Regions from separate parts of the Mus musculus genome. Here regions 1, 2, 3 and 4 are each linked to region 5. Evidence: chromatin contacts called from public HiChIP or PLAC-seq and promoter capture Hi-C data. All regions are on one chromosome and are shown on one strand. The core of a region is the stretch at or near the end of the contact, and the rest is flanking DNA. Distances in the headings are between cores, read along the strand shown. Region 1 holds the start of Nucks1 (nuclear casein kinase and cyclin-dependent kinase substrate 1). Region 2 holds the start of Lgr6 (leucine-rich repeat-containing G protein-coupled receptor 6). Region 3 holds the start of Rab29 (RAB29, member RAS oncogene family). Region 4 holds the start of Timm17a (translocase of inner mitochondrial membrane 17a). Region 5 holds the start of Zbed6 (zinc finger, BED type containing 6).

Region 1 (2,782 bases), core at 205-2,704, 1.8 Mb before region 5:
ATTTACAACATCATAAAGTGTGTTAGTTTTCTATCCGTATGACTTGAAATATCAACTTACAAGAATACATTTATTTTTCTACAGTTTCATATGTTTCCATTGAGGGCTGCTTGGTCCTAGGGCTTTGTGTCTGTAGAGAGCAAGAGCATCATGGTGAAAAGCATTTCAGCAAAGTGAAACAGATGACATTGTGTTTACAGGCTGCAAGCAAGAAAGACAGAGGGTGGTCAAGTCAAGGTTCCCACATCATGTTAAAGTGCTCACTCCTAATGTCCTAACTTCTACCAGGTCCTGCCTCTTAAATCTTTGGCATATGGGTCCCTAGGGAACATGGAATCCAAACTATAACAGGAAGTAAATCCTAGATATTAATACAAAGATACTGTGCTCTACTTCTGATTTAGGCATTCAGTCTTGAGGCAACTCGAACTACTTTTTTTTTTTTAAGATTTATTTATTTATTATATATGAGTACACTGTAGCTGTCTTCAGACACACCAGAAGAGGGCATCAGATCTCATTACAAATGGTTGTAAGCCACCAGGTGGTTGCTGGGATTTGAACTCCGGGACCTCTGGAAGAGCAGTCAGTGCTCTTAACCACTGAGCCATCTCTCCAGCCTCCCTGCCCCCCCCCCCCGAACTAATTTTATCTTCTATTAAAAACGGAACCTAACACTTAAGCCCAGACTAAAGGCCTTTCAACATAGCACCTTGTTTAGTTCTAGTAATAAGGTAGCCTTGTATCCTACTCTACTCATCATAAAACTGAGGTGCACAGAGGAAACCTAGTTAAGTACTAAGTGGTGGACTTAGAATTTTGAAGCAAGCGTTTTGTCACCAGTCTCCCTCTTAACCATTAATCACCTCTTTCTCTTTGAAATGCTAATATCAGAAATTGAGGTTTTAATGAGTGTTAAGTAGCTCTCAAAGATCAGATTGGGTAGAAGATATTCCTTGTGAACCCAACTCTCTACTTCAGCAGCGTGACTGAGCCCTGGGAGGTTAACGCTGAAGTCAGAGTACAGGATTTCTAAGATTAAGGTCAAATTTTTGAACCTAAGTAATTTCCCTCCAATTCTTAAGTGACGAATCTGCTGCCTATCCCATGAGTCTTGCAATTAGCTGATTTGCAAAATAATCAAGTCAGGAGAAATTAAATCCATTACAGAACCACCTAGTCCACAGAGAACTCTATATAAATCAGGTTATTTGGCAGGGGGTCCAAGATATAACCCAAGCCGAATCTGCAGCTCTGGCGTGGAAGACAGGGGGCGGGCAATCGGCGACCATTTTTGTTTTGCGGCCGTGCGCTCTCAGCGCATCTTGACTAACAGGACCCCATGGAGGAGGCGGGGCCTATCCGGGAGTGGGGCGGGGCTGGGAGGCGTGATGATTCAAATGGACTAATGACTAGGGCGCATCTGACAGGAGTCACCAATGAGCGGGCGTGCTGGGGCGGAGCGCACAAACCCTACGGGGTTTGGTTGCACCGCGGCTTTGGCGCATTTTCGGCTGGTTTGATTCATCCATTTTGAAGAGACGGGGGAGCGGGGGGCTCGTCAGATCCAGGGACCTCAAACCAGCAGCCGCCGACTCTTGAGAAGCCAGCAGCCCGGGGCTCGGCAGCAGCGGCCCCGCCGGCCGGAGCGGGGGGGTGGGGCGCCGAGTGCGCGGGGAGGGGGGTCCTGGTCCTCGGCTCCTCGACTTGGTCGCGCCTCGACAGCGAACATGTCTCGGCCTGTCAGGTCAGTGCGGAGTCCAAGGCCCGGGGCGGGCCGAACGGGCTGGGGTGAGTGGCGAAGGACCTGGGCAACGGGCCTGGAGTCGTGCTCCTGACTACCACGCGCGGCCTTCTGTCGGGGGCCGCGCGCGCCCTTGCGCGTGGGTGCTCGGCGGCGCGCAGGATGGCGGCGGCGCGCACGGGCGCGTCGCCTCCACCCCGCAGGGTCCGGGTCGGCTCCGCGGCCGCCCCCACCTCCGCCATGGCCCTGGCGTGGGCTTGGCGCGCACCAGGCACACCATAGGCCGCACCCCTGGGCCCTGTTGGAGCCTACGGCCGACCCGGGTGCGAACACGGAGGACTCGGTCCTCCAGAGGCTCGCCGGCTTAGCGTTTTGGCGAGCGAGTTGCTTGTGCCCCGCCGCCCGGCCCCGCCTCCATTCTCGGGGTCGCGGCAGGCCCCGCCTCCTAGCCCGGCCTGGGCGGAACCCACGTTTTCCTTTCCCCTTGGGGCAAAAGTGAGTTTTGACACTGAGCCCCGTAAAATAAGGGCCACAGCCTCTCCCCACTTGGGAGTTCTGAACGCATTAACCCCAAGTTTTCTCTTTCCACCGCTTGCAGACAAATGCCCTTCCTCCAGGGACGTGCTTGTTAACCCAAATCCCGTGTGGTTCTCGTTCCCCCTCACCCCGCAGTACGCGTCTCTTGCTACTTCTGTAACCCTCTCTTTCCCCGTGTGACGTTAATCGTAAATGGACTACGATCCACTAGCGATCAGACTTTTATTCACATGGCTTCAAGAAGTTTTCGGTTTCCCCTCACTCGGTGGGCTCCCCTTTAATGCCCTCCAGAGCTGTTGTATAGAATGTGGCTTGGGTGGAGGGTGTGGTTTAGTCCAATCTATTAAGGCCTGAGAGACAGAGGGACAGAGACCGAGACCAAAGTCAATAGATGTTACTTGTAAAGGAGCTTTACCTGGCCCCATTGCCTTTAGTTCTTAACTATTTTTACAGTTATGAATTCATTTCAAGTTTTGGTATCGAAAGTATCCCAATACCAAG
Region 2 (2,700 bases), core at 17-2,516, 1.4 Mb after region 5:
AGAGCCTCTCTCAGGCCTGAGGGAGCTCTGGCCAGACTTTCTACCCAGATCTTCCCACCTTCTCTCCTTCTTCTAAGGGATAGCAGGGGAGGCCAGGGGGTTTCCTCTCCCTGCAGCAGGGGTCAGGGCCAAGAGGTCCGGGCTATGCTCCCACCCACTCCTGCCCAGGTAGTGATCAGCTACAGCTTCCGGCTCTCCCGATTCTGAGCCGGCTACCCCCAATAGGGTCCCCTTCGTGCACCACCTCACCCCAACTCAGACTCTAAAAATGGTTCTCTGGTTTTCAGTCTTGAAGCCTGCCCACAAATTAGTGTCTCTAACACAGCCTCCTGGGACAAGACTTCAGGGAGGCCTGGGGAGGGGGTAGGAGACCTCCACACAAGAAGATGGTACTGGCAGAGTCCCTAACTAAGGAGAGGAGAGCTGCGTGGACCCTTCACCAAAGCCCCCTGCCTCAGTGGGGCAGTGCCGCTTCCTGCTGTGGTGGAAGAACCCATTTCATCCCTACCAGGGCAAACTTCCCTCACCTCCTAACAGAGCACTAACTTTTGCCTTCATCAATCCTGGGCAGTGTTCTTCTGAGGAGGACAGCAAAAGAATATACTGTCACACACACACACACACACACACACACACACACACACACACACACCACTTTCTTGCTTGGCGTTCACACTGCACTTCACCAGGTCCCACATTAAGCCCATAGGGGTGGGGGAGAAACACCTGGGAAAGGTAGCAGGGAGGCCTAGGCTCATTTCTTGCCTCAGTTTCCCAAGTTCTAAGACTAGCTTCCCAGTCCTTCACTCTTGGAAAAGGAAGAGCCCTCTTGGGGATGCGCATGTCCAAGGGCACCAAACGAGTGTTTGCGGGGCAGGCGGCCATTACGAATAACAGGTACCAGCAGGTGAGTACTCACAGGTAAGCCGTCAGGGGGTCCAGGTCCGCAGGCACCACTGAGAGCCCGAGCTCGGAGCAGTCAGCGGACAGCATGATGCCGTCCTCCTGGCAGTGGCAGGGAGCCGGGCAGGCGGGACGCCCCGGGCCAGGCTGGGGGTCGCTGCCCGCGCGCGCCGATGCGCACAGCACAGCGCAAAGCCACAGCGCCAGGAGCCCAGGCGGGCTGTGCATCTCGGCGGCGGGCTGCGGGGCACCTGGCGGGCGCTCAGACGGGCGAGCGCACGGAGTTGTGCGCGCGCGGCTCACCTCCTGGTCCCGGGCGGGCCCGAGGGCTGCGCCGTCGGTGGGCAACGCCCCCGCTCGACTTGGCTTGGGCGCGGCGGCGGCAGCGGCGGCGGGACGGTGCAGTCAGAGAGGGGCAGGCATTGTTGAGTGATCTTCGTTATTCAGTTTCACAGGCTGGGCTTGGCGAGGGAGGGAGACACGGGGGTGGGGTGGGGGGGCTGGGAGGAGGAGTCAAGGAAACTTTCTACGCTGTGGCTCGCTCCCCTTCCCTCCTTCCTTCCCAGCTGGCAGGAATTTCATCGGGGGCGTGGGGTAGGAGAGGGGCGGTGAAGAAAGCAAAGAAACCCAAAGAAAGCTAGGAAGGGCCAGCACATCAGAGACCTGCACTTGTTTAGAAAGGGTGCCCCAGAGCTGGGCCTATGGGGTCGAATTCTTTTTGACTTTGGGAACAGCCACAGGGTCTCAAGGGACCAGAGACCATCAGGGGAGAAACAAACAAACAAAAAACAAAACAAAACAAAAAAACAACAACAAAAGAGAGTTCCACAGACTTGAGCCCCACTACCAGATTTTAGGCTGATGGGAAAAGAGACCCGAGAGAAAGAGATGTTCAAGGTCACACGGCAGTTGGGGACAGCCTCAGAACTAGTGCCCAGATCACTCCTTTACACCCATTCCGACCAGGGAAGGAAGAAGGTCTCAAGGAGGAAGGACGTGGTCGCAGGTTGGTAGTAGGAATGAGGAGGGGCCCCCTCATTGAGGAGCCACTCCTCAACACCAAGCAACTGGCGTAGATTCCACCTGATGCACAGGGCATGGAAATGAACTCATGTAGACTATAAGATCTAAGGTCTAGAGATCACCCTGAACCTTGATCTCGGGACCCAGGACAGCAGAGGGGCTGCCCTCCGCACAGCTGGTTGCCAGAGCTTGCCAGCGAGTCGGCTGATTGGCGCCACCTGGAGGCCCAGTACTACAGATGCAGCTCAAGCACCTTAAGGGCCCGATTCCATCTATAATCCATCTATAATCCCAGGACCTTGGAGAGCAAGGGCAATAGTGGCTAAAACTGGAGTCAAGACTCAGCTCTCTTCTTAGGCCAGCCTGGGCTAGCAGTGCTTCCTTCACGTGTCCTTTTGCTTTCTCTGGTCTCCAGATCTTTCCCTGAGCCAAGCCCCAGGATGGAACTAGACCAAGTTGGGAGCAGTTTGATCCCCATGGTCCATGAGGACCACACGGAGGTAGCCAAGATACCCTCCACCTTTTACTTCTATATCCCAAACACTTCATCAACCCCTCTCTATCTTTGCGGACGCCGCAGGGCCCGCAGAGGGGAAGCTGCATAGTCAGACCAAGAAGCCAAAAGAACTGTGCTGTGCTTCCAGGGCTCCAGCCGCAGCTGTGATAGAACTACAAGATGAGCCTGTAAGAAGGTCCCTCCACAGCCACACAGACCTGCAAGCAGAAGCCCCCTCTGTATTTACTCTCGCTTACCCCTTGCCTTCACCTTGGCTC
Region 3 (2,700 bases), core at 139-2,638, 1.8 Mb before region 5:
GAAACCAGCCCCAAATGTGTACGAGCTTGCGCACATGAGCACACACACAAAGCTGCATACTGTGTGCATGCATTCCAGTGGAGGGAGTAGAAGCAGAAACAGAAGCAAATGGATCTGGAGCTCAAAGCCAGCCTGGGCTACATAGACTCTGTCGAAAGGAAAAAAGAAAGAAGAGAAGGAGAAGGAGGAGGGAGAGGAGGAGGAGGAGGGCTGGAGATGTAGCTCCGATGGTAGAGGACTTGCCTAGCATGCCTGGATTTACTCTCCAAAACTACAAAACTGGATGTTGTTACAATTGAACCACAAGTTCTATGGTCTACTGTCAGAAGTTGACACCAACTTAGGCTACAGAAAATCCTCTCTCAAACAAAAAACAAACAAACAAACAAACAAACAACAACAAAACAGCCAAAAGGGGAAAAAAGTGAAGCTTATTCTACTAGCCACAATTTCTAGCTAAAGGACAGGCAGGACAGAAAAATTACAGGTAGGAAAAGTAAAAATATTTGCCAATCATTTTATGAGTATTCAGAATTAATAGCAGCAACAAAAGGAAATGTCCTGGTGCTCAAACGCTATGCGTGGCTGGTGTAAGAAATGTGGAAGTGTCAATGAGGAACTATCTCTTGTTTATTCTGCATTGTTATTGCTATAGCTAGTTATTAAGTGTTGTAACTTTTGACATAGATTTTTTTTAAAAGGTTGATCTTTTGGGTCAAATGTCCCCAAATGTGCCTGTTATTGGTCATATGGAAAATTTGACCTTGTCTTTACAAGGCTCGAGATTTGACTCTGTAGTTAAGACAACAGGAAATGGACTTCACTTGGAACTTGGACATTTATCTTTGTGTTATAAAACCTTTAAAATATGGCTAATAAGAAAGGCCGTCTAGAAATCTTTAAAATGTGATTTTAAGAAAACATCTGGGGGAAAGATTTAGACAGGAGAGATCATGGTCTACGTAGTTCAGGGTGACCCAAAGTTGCTTCCAATCTCTTGTCTTGCTCTGGGGAGAGGAAGTGGTGGGGTTAGGGGTCCTTGAACACACTTGTTGCAGAAGACGATGGATGAACTAGGGTTTTATGATCCTCCTATTTCCATCTCCCCAAGGCCTGGATTGCAAACCTGTGCTTCGACGCCAAACTTTAGAATTGTTTTTAAATAGATTTCTAAATTCTTTAAAGTTTGAAAACCTTAAAACTTTTATGTAAATTTGCTCAAGATAGCTAGGAAACTACATTTCCCAAGAGTGTACGTGGCAAGTCGCCACACTGGTCTGGTCGCTTTACCAAGAGGCACACTGGGAAATGTAGTTCTCCGAGCAGTGGGGCTCACAACGTTTTTGACGGAAGACTGGGAAGTGCGCCGCCAGTGGCAGGACGGGGACCGGACAAGGACTCTGCACAACCTCAATTTTGTGTGTGCGGTCCGAGAAAGGGTCTAAGTCATCTGTACTTCTCTAAGCAAGGTGCTGGCCACGGTTCAATGCTGGCGAGCGACTCGGAGGTCCCTGAAAGGAAGGTGCCAATCGCGGAGGGTCGAGCTGGTACCCGCCCCACCCAGGCTGCGGCCGCGCGGGGAGGAAGCGCGCACAGGCCGAGTGCAAAAGTTTCCTTTTCTGCTTTCCAGTCAGAGAAGCTTCAACCAACCGAGGGTGGAGATGCCTGACTTCAATTGGAAGAGAACCCGGGAGCCAAAGGGGTTGAAATAAGCGACTTCCCGGAAAAACAAACTATCAAAAAACCTCTCCCCACCACTAGCCATGGGCAGCCGAGATCACCTGTTTAAAGTGCTGGTGGTGGGGGACGCCGCCGTTGGCAAGACGTCTCTGGTCCAGCGCTACTCCCAGGACAGCTTCAGCAAGCACTACAAGTCCACCGTGGGAGGTGAGCGGTCACGGGTGACTAGGAGCAGGGGTCGAGGCTCGCAGCCGGTAGCCTCTGGGTACCGAGGTTGCCTCTAAGGGGTCCCCAGCCTACCTACAAAGATAGGGCCAAAGTATACAGGTGAGAGATGGTGAAGGGGTCTGAGCCGGGGACTATTCACCGCAGAGAGCAGAGCCCTCCCGCAGCCATGCGCTGCCCAGAGCAACTTCTCCAGTCAGCAAAGTCAGCTGAGTCCCGGTTCAAGTGCAGGCTGGGGCAGTTACCCTGCTTCCTACCAGCATCCGACGGGTGTTGAGGAAAGAACCCCGTTACCTTAGGAGGAAAGCCCAGGAGCTAAGCAGTCAGAGGTGTGGGGAAGACTGGAGGACAGATTCCGGTCAGGTCTGATGAGCCCTATGGTGTCATTAGTGAACTGAGTGGGAAATGTGAGGAATTCACGAAAGAATGTGAAATACCCTCGAGTGGCCTGTCGTCTTCTCTTGCACTGGGGAAGGCAGGGAGGAAGAGAGAAAGAAGCACTAAAAGTAAATTCATTTCTTTCCCAGTGTGGCCTTTGGACTCTGCTGAACTGTCCACCTGTCGGTCTGTCTACCCCAAACACACAGACACAGACACAGATACACACAGACACACACACACCTCCACCACCACCACAAGGAGAAGGTAGTTAACAAGGTTACAGTAATGTGAAAGAATAAAATTACATTTGTTTTTTTTATTTTGTTTTGTTTGAGACAGGGTTTCTCTGTATAGCCCTGGCTGTCCTGGAACTCACTCTGTAGACCAGGCTGGCCTTGAACTCAGAAATCTGCC
Region 4 (2,716 bases), core at 146-2,645, 1.7 Mb after region 5:
TTATAGATCCTAAAGCACTCCGAGAAAGCAACAAAGAAGTATTATGACAATGATTAAACCATCTACTGTTTCAGACAGCGCTGGCCTCAGAACACACCAAGAAAAAAAAGGAATGTCCAGTAACTTATCAAACATCAAGACATGGCCTTGCTATGTATCCTGGGCTAGCCTAGAACCTAAGTGCTGAGATTACCAGCATGCACAGTGCACTCTGATGAAAATATGTCTGACACAAGGTCTAACCCCAGCTGCCCTAGAACTTGCTATGGAGCCCAGGCTGTCCTTAAACTTGCTGGCTCTCCTGCTTCTACCTCATGAGGCCTGTGCCACCTGACCTGGGGAAAACTCAAATGTATCAAAATTACCCCTCCTGCTAATCTGTGTCATTATACGGCATCTAGTACCAATTTATACAGTCCAGCTAAACCCTGCATATCCAACCCCAACACATGGAGATAACCTCCTCTGAGGACAGAAGGCTGAAGCATACTTTTGGGAGTGCCACCAAATAATAATTTAAAATCCTGGGCAGACACACTATTTGAGGATAATACCCTGACGCTCATTACAAACAAAAACCCAGAATACCAAGATCTATTAGCTTGTGACACCTGAGGCTTTATTCAAACAACTGTTGAGACTCGACAGCTATTACATTAATTTACTGCAAACAGCTATGCCTGATTTACTCTTGTTTACACCTTGAGCCAAGCATACAGCCCTTACTTAATAAACACTTAATGAATTTATGTCTATTCATGGCTTTTCAGAGAACACACGCAGCTCATCTCTTCCTATTTTCCACATACTGATATATCTTTTTTCTTCGGGAATTCCACATAGGAAAGGCCGCTTCAGCCTACAAGGAGCTCATCCAGCCCCCTTGGATGTTGGGTGAAATTTGTGGTCTACTCATTTGAAATGCTTCATCGTGGGGACACTTAGTCCTCATAGGCATAAGGCCTCGGGTATGGCACTCGGAGATCTACATTCCCTTCGTCGAGGCAGAAACTGAGCAGAGCGAGGCTTAGGGACGTGTTCAAGGTCGCCTCAGCAGGCAGAAGGGATCATTATTGTCCCCGCACAAAGTCGACAGCACCTGCCATAGGGAGGAGGTTCCAAAGCTCCACCAAGCCCAGCACCGGACCTCCTCCCAATGCACCACAAGGTCACAGGGGTGCTGGGGTCCTGGCACACTGCGCTAAAAAGCCACCTTTGTCACGCTCATCCACACTACCCACAGCTGCCCAGATCTCGGCGCCGAGCCGCGCGGAGCTCCGCTTGCACCTCAGACTCCGACCACGGCGGATGGAGGAGGTAATTAAGGGACAAGGGCGGCGGCGGCAACTCACCACGGCTCTCTCGCGTATTCCTCCATCTTGGCTCCAACCCGCGCGAGAGTCTACGGCACGCTGGGCGGAAATTGATCCCCGCGACGGAAGTGATCCCAGGCGGAGGCGTGCTACTGGACGGGGATTGGAGCATCTCTTCCTGCCGCAGCCAATGGCAATCGGACTCCTTGTAGACCCGGAGCGTGGAGGCTCCCCGGCCAGGGCGTGGAGGTTCGGGGGTTCGGAGTACTGAGTGACAGAGTTCAGATCAGCCCCGTGGCCTGGGATAAACATTGATTGCCCTTTTTTTCGAGACAGAGTTTCTCTGCCCTGGAACTCGCTTATGTAGCCCAGTCTGGCTTCAAACTCAGATCAGCCAGCCTGTGCCTCCCGAGTGCTGGATTAAAGGTGTGTGTCACCACTATCCAGCCGCTATTTTTTAAAAAGTGCTTTTGCTGTCAGGTATTTATTAATAGTGCTACTTAATTTGCCGTGAACAGTGAATCTTTAATAAATATATGTAGCTCTTTTAGAGCAGATCTATATAGTCATAATGTCTGGAATGTAATAGATAACTTTTAAAATAAAGATTATTTTTATTAATTGATGTATGTACGGGATCTGGTGGGTGCATGGAGGTCTAAGGAGAGTCTACAGAACTGGAATTGTCAGGGCTGACAGCGAGTACTTTACCCACTGAGCCAATTTAGCAGCCCGAAAATAAGTGTTCATCTTATAGAGACAATTGGACCATTTCAGGAGCCATGGCCAATTTGAGACCATTGATTTTGGGGGTCGTTGGTGCCAGATCCTCTTCCATGCCTCCCCACAAAGGATAACCCAGAAAGCATGAGATATGTTTAGCCCAGAGAAAAGAGACTGAAAATAGGGCTATAGTCATACTTAAGTTGGTAAGTCAGATCCCCAGCATCATACACACACACACACACACACACACACACACACACACACACACACACACGGTTATGGTGGCACATATTGAAGTTCAGTGTTATATCCTCAGTTGCATTTAGAGTTCAAAGCCATCCTGAGATACTCCAGACTTCCCTTGTTAAAGAAGAAAAAGCTAAAAGTATGAAGTTTCACCAGCCTTATCAGGAAAACACAGTCACTGCCAGCTATAAAGGGAGTTCTTGTTCCATTCCACCTTAAAACAACAACAACGCCGGGCGTGGTGGCGGACGCCTTTATTCCCAGCACTTGGGAGGCAGAGGCAGGCAAATTTCTGAGTTCGAGGCCAGCCTGGTCTACAGAGTGAGTTCCAGGACAGCCAAGGCTACACAGAGAAACCCTGTCTCAAAAAAAAAAACAACAACAACAACAAAACAAAGCTAGATATTTGAGGCTAGACAGATGGCATAGCA
Region 5 (2,877 bases), core at 157-2,656:
TCTTCGTCTGTGTTTGAATTAATGGAAACGCACCCCAGAATCCCAGCATCACCAAAAGTACTGCATCTTCTGCCAGGAGAGATTGAGGAAACTGGTACACTTAGAGTACATACACTCATTCTCTTTATGTCTCCACAATGCGGACCAGAACCTCTCAGTGGGTTTATTACTCTGGCAGAAATACAGCTGACCCTCTCCACTTGTATTACCTTTCCTCCAGTTTCTATGGGGAGTCAAATTCCCTTTCAACTGATGATTTCCAAGCCAGGTTATTTTTGGAGGAAAAATGACAGCAATGGAGAACATTCCCAAACTCTGTCTTGCAGGGCTTTAGGAGTTCTTGTAACTTTCAAATTCAAATCGTCCAGTGTCCTTATGTTATAGAAAAGAGAACCGAGGCCCATTTTCCCACCGTCATGGGATCTGGAGCAGCTAAAGGTTAAGTCTTCCAAATTGCAGGTTCACGTTCTTGCTGCCGAATCAAGAACTTCATCTGCTGGAAATGCCTTCAGTTCTTAAAATATGTACTTTTAGTGAATCCACACGACAACAACACTGGCTTTCCCTTAACTTCGGGAATATTTTCAGGAAATTTCACTTAAGCTTAGTGCACCACTCAACAGTCATCATTTAAGACTGACTTGCCAATACAACCTAAAAAGTCAATTCCGGCCAGCTAAATCAGATTCCACATACTAGGCATTAGCAGTAAGCGCTAGCTGTGCCCTTTCTGTTCTGATATTTTGAAAACTATAGGTGGCTGAAGAAAAATTAACTGGAAATAAAATTTCAAAACAAGGTAACAAGCTATATTCTTCATTTACGGTTTCTATCAAGAGTTCATATTTTTAGACTGAAGCAACATTACATACAACCTGTAAATAACTCATAAATTGACATTCTATGAGCAGCCAAACTAAAATAAGCTTTAAACCACTTCCATTCCTTTTCCGTGGGCCCCCTCCCCTCCCCTCAATACCAACACGTTTACCCTACGAAAGCATGGCTACCACTAGCTGCACAGCCGCCTTCTCTGGGTTCAGAACCAAAGCCTGGTAGATGTCAACAAAACGAGCCTTCCCCATGGGGATCCGCACCGATTATGGGCGTCTAAGGGGTGTTCTTCGTACGATCTCACCAATCCTACAAGAACGAAGAGTCCCTGTAGCTCTTGACTTCGAGGATGAAGGCTTGGGCGGGAGAGTAATCAGGGTAGGGAATGGGAATAGGATACCAGAATTCGACTCTGTATGTGGAATATTAGAAAACCTCCAAAGTAGTGGGACCCTAGAGAGGAAGGCGAGGAGGTAAAGTCGGGTCCAGGCACTTGATCTGATCTCGGGAGGGAGGGCCAGCTAACTAAAGAAACTGATTCCCGGAAGAGAGCAACCTAGTGTCAGTTCCCCCTCCGGGGGTCCGAAACAGTCGCTTTTCCGGGGCTACCCGGGAATCCCGGTTCGGGAACACCGGATGTGGGGGGAGGGGGAAGAGGTTGGTAAGTAAGGGAGCAGGCGCCGTGGGGGTGGGGCGGAGCGGGTGGGGGCAGGGAGGGTGGGAAAGTGAGCTGAAGTCTGCCTAGGAGCCCAGCAGGCCGGGGCCGCCGGCGGGAGTCCGGGTAGCTGCCGTGCTGATGGGCCCGGTTCAGACTTCCCGGGCTAGGCCGAAAGTCGGGCGAGGGGAGGCCGCTGCCACTCCCCTCGCCCTCTTCTCCCTCCCAGGCCCCAAGTCACCCGGGAATCAAAAAATGGGTCTAGTTACCAGAGAACAGAAACTTTACCGAACCGATGACAATGTCTCCGACTCCCGCGTGCTGCCACGTCTTTCTCTTTTCTTAGCTGCGGTCGCCCGCCGTCCTCACAGCAGCCGAACAAGCAGAAACCCAGGACTGCCAGCGTCAAAGATGGCGCCCGGCTACAGGCTCGCCTTTAAGGCTGGGCCAGTGAAAGTGCCAGCACGACGCAAAGCGCAGGCATTCTGGGAGTTGTAGTTTCCTCTATGAGGCCAGCCTTAAAATGGCTTCTTGGGTCATAGGGTCACGTGTCACGGAGGCACGGGGACCGGAATTTCTTTCTGTGGACCCGGATGCCTATCAGAAAATTATTCTTCACGAAAGTTTTGTTTTGTTGTAAAATCAAGGAGAGAAGCAAGAAACCTGTCTACCAGATACCAAACATTCAATTTATGTTAACCAGAGTGTGTATAATGAGCCTTCCAAACCTGATAGACATTTAATTAAAAATTAGCTCCGAACTAACTGACCTGTTGTGGCAGCACTTAAGAAGCAGAGGCAAGCAAGTCTCTGTGAGTTTGAGAACACCCAGATCTATATAGTGAGTTCCAAAACAGCCAGGACTATTTAGAGAGTCCTGTATCACAAAACAAAACAAAAACAAAAACAAAAACAAAAACAAAAACTACTTTTCTCTTGCAAAGTTGAAGGACTTCCATAGCAGAAGTTCTGCTCTGGATGCTTTCCTTTACTTAATCACATTTATCTGTTTGTTTGTTTTGGCTTTTGAGACAGATATACTATGAACTCCTAACCTGGAACTTGCTCTGTAGACCAGGCTAGCCTCCAATCTTTAGCAATTCTTCCTCTCCTTGAGTGCTAGTGCCACAGGCATCTGCTACCATGCCTGGCTAGTTTTGTCTGTCTTTCTTTCTTTCTTTCTTTCTTCCTTTCTTTCTTTCTTTCTTTCTTTCTTTCTTTCTTTCTTTCTCTCCTTCCTTCCTTCTTTCTTTCTCTCCTTCCTTCTTTCTTTCTTTTTTTCTTTCTTTCTTTTTTAAGGTTTATTTATTTTATATGAGTACACTGAAGCTGTCTTCAGACACACCAGAAGAGGGCATCAGATCCTATTACAGATGGTTGTGAGCCAC

The links. Promoter capture Hi-C pulls out the DNA fragments that hold promoters and counts their contacts. HiChIP or PLAC-seq counts read pairs in DNA pulled down with a chosen protein or histone mark.
Region 1: a FOXA1 HiChIP or PLAC-seq map of pancreatic cancer cells shows a contact between it and region 5. The contact joins the promoter of Nucks1 here to the promoter of Zbed6 in region 5. A contact is called at or near these places in 1 of 39 promoter capture datasets (liver) and 1 of 115 datasets of contacts at active chromatin or transcription factors (pancreatic cancer cells).
Region 2: a contact with region 5 is called in a promoter capture Hi-C map of neutrophils, with 6 times the contacts expected there. The contact joins the promoter of Lgr6 here to the promoter of Zbed6 in region 5. A contact is called at or near these places in 2 of 39 promoter capture datasets (neutrophils and pre-B cells).
Region 3: a contact with region 5 is called in a promoter capture Hi-C map of pre-B cells, with 2.1 times the contacts expected there. The contact joins the promoter of Rab29 here to the promoter of Zbed6 in region 5. A contact is called at or near these places in 2 of 39 promoter capture datasets (liver and pre-B cells).
Region 4: a promoter capture Hi-C map of liver shows a contact between it and region 5, with 2.6 times the contacts expected there. The contact joins the promoter of Timm17a here to the promoter of Zbed6 in region 5. A contact is called at or near these places in 2 of 39 promoter capture datasets (cranial neural crest and liver).

The regions. Positions count from the first base shown.
Region 1 is chr1:131,909,004-131,911,785 of GRCm38.p6, forward strand. Nucks1 (nuclear casein kinase and cyclin-dependent kinase substrate 1) reads left to right here and starts at 1,455. Exons shown (of 7, transcript NM_175294.3): 1 at 1,455-1,747. The coding sequence starts at 1,731.
Region 2 is chr1:135,104,010-135,106,709 of GRCm38.p6, forward strand. Lgr6 (leucine-rich repeat-containing G protein-coupled receptor 6) reads right to left here and starts at 1,267. Exons shown (of 18, transcript NM_001033409.3): 1 at 920-1,267. The coding sequence starts at 1,131.
Region 3 is chr1:131,865,889-131,868,588 of GRCm38.p6, forward strand. It overlaps Rab29 (RAB29, member RAS oncogene family), which reads left to right and starts at 1,389. Exons shown (of 6, transcript NM_144875.2): 1 at 1,389-1,522; 2 at 1,631-1,887. The coding sequence starts at 1,764.
Region 4 is chr1:135,312,342-135,315,057 of GRCm38.p6, forward strand. Timm17a (translocase of inner mitochondrial membrane 17a) reads right to left here and starts at 1,396. Exons shown (of 6, transcript NM_011590.2): 1 at 1,353-1,396. The coding sequence starts at 1,378.
Region 5 is chr1:133,659,479-133,662,355 of GRCm38.p6, forward strand. It overlaps Zbed6 (zinc finger, BED type containing 6), which reads right to left and starts at 1,407. Exons shown (of 1, transcript NM_001166552.1): 1 at 1-1,407. The coding sequence starts at 119. Zc3h11a (zinc finger CCCH type containing 11A) reads right to left here and starts at 1,921. Exons shown (of 18, transcript NM_001276767.1): 1 at 1,759-1,921.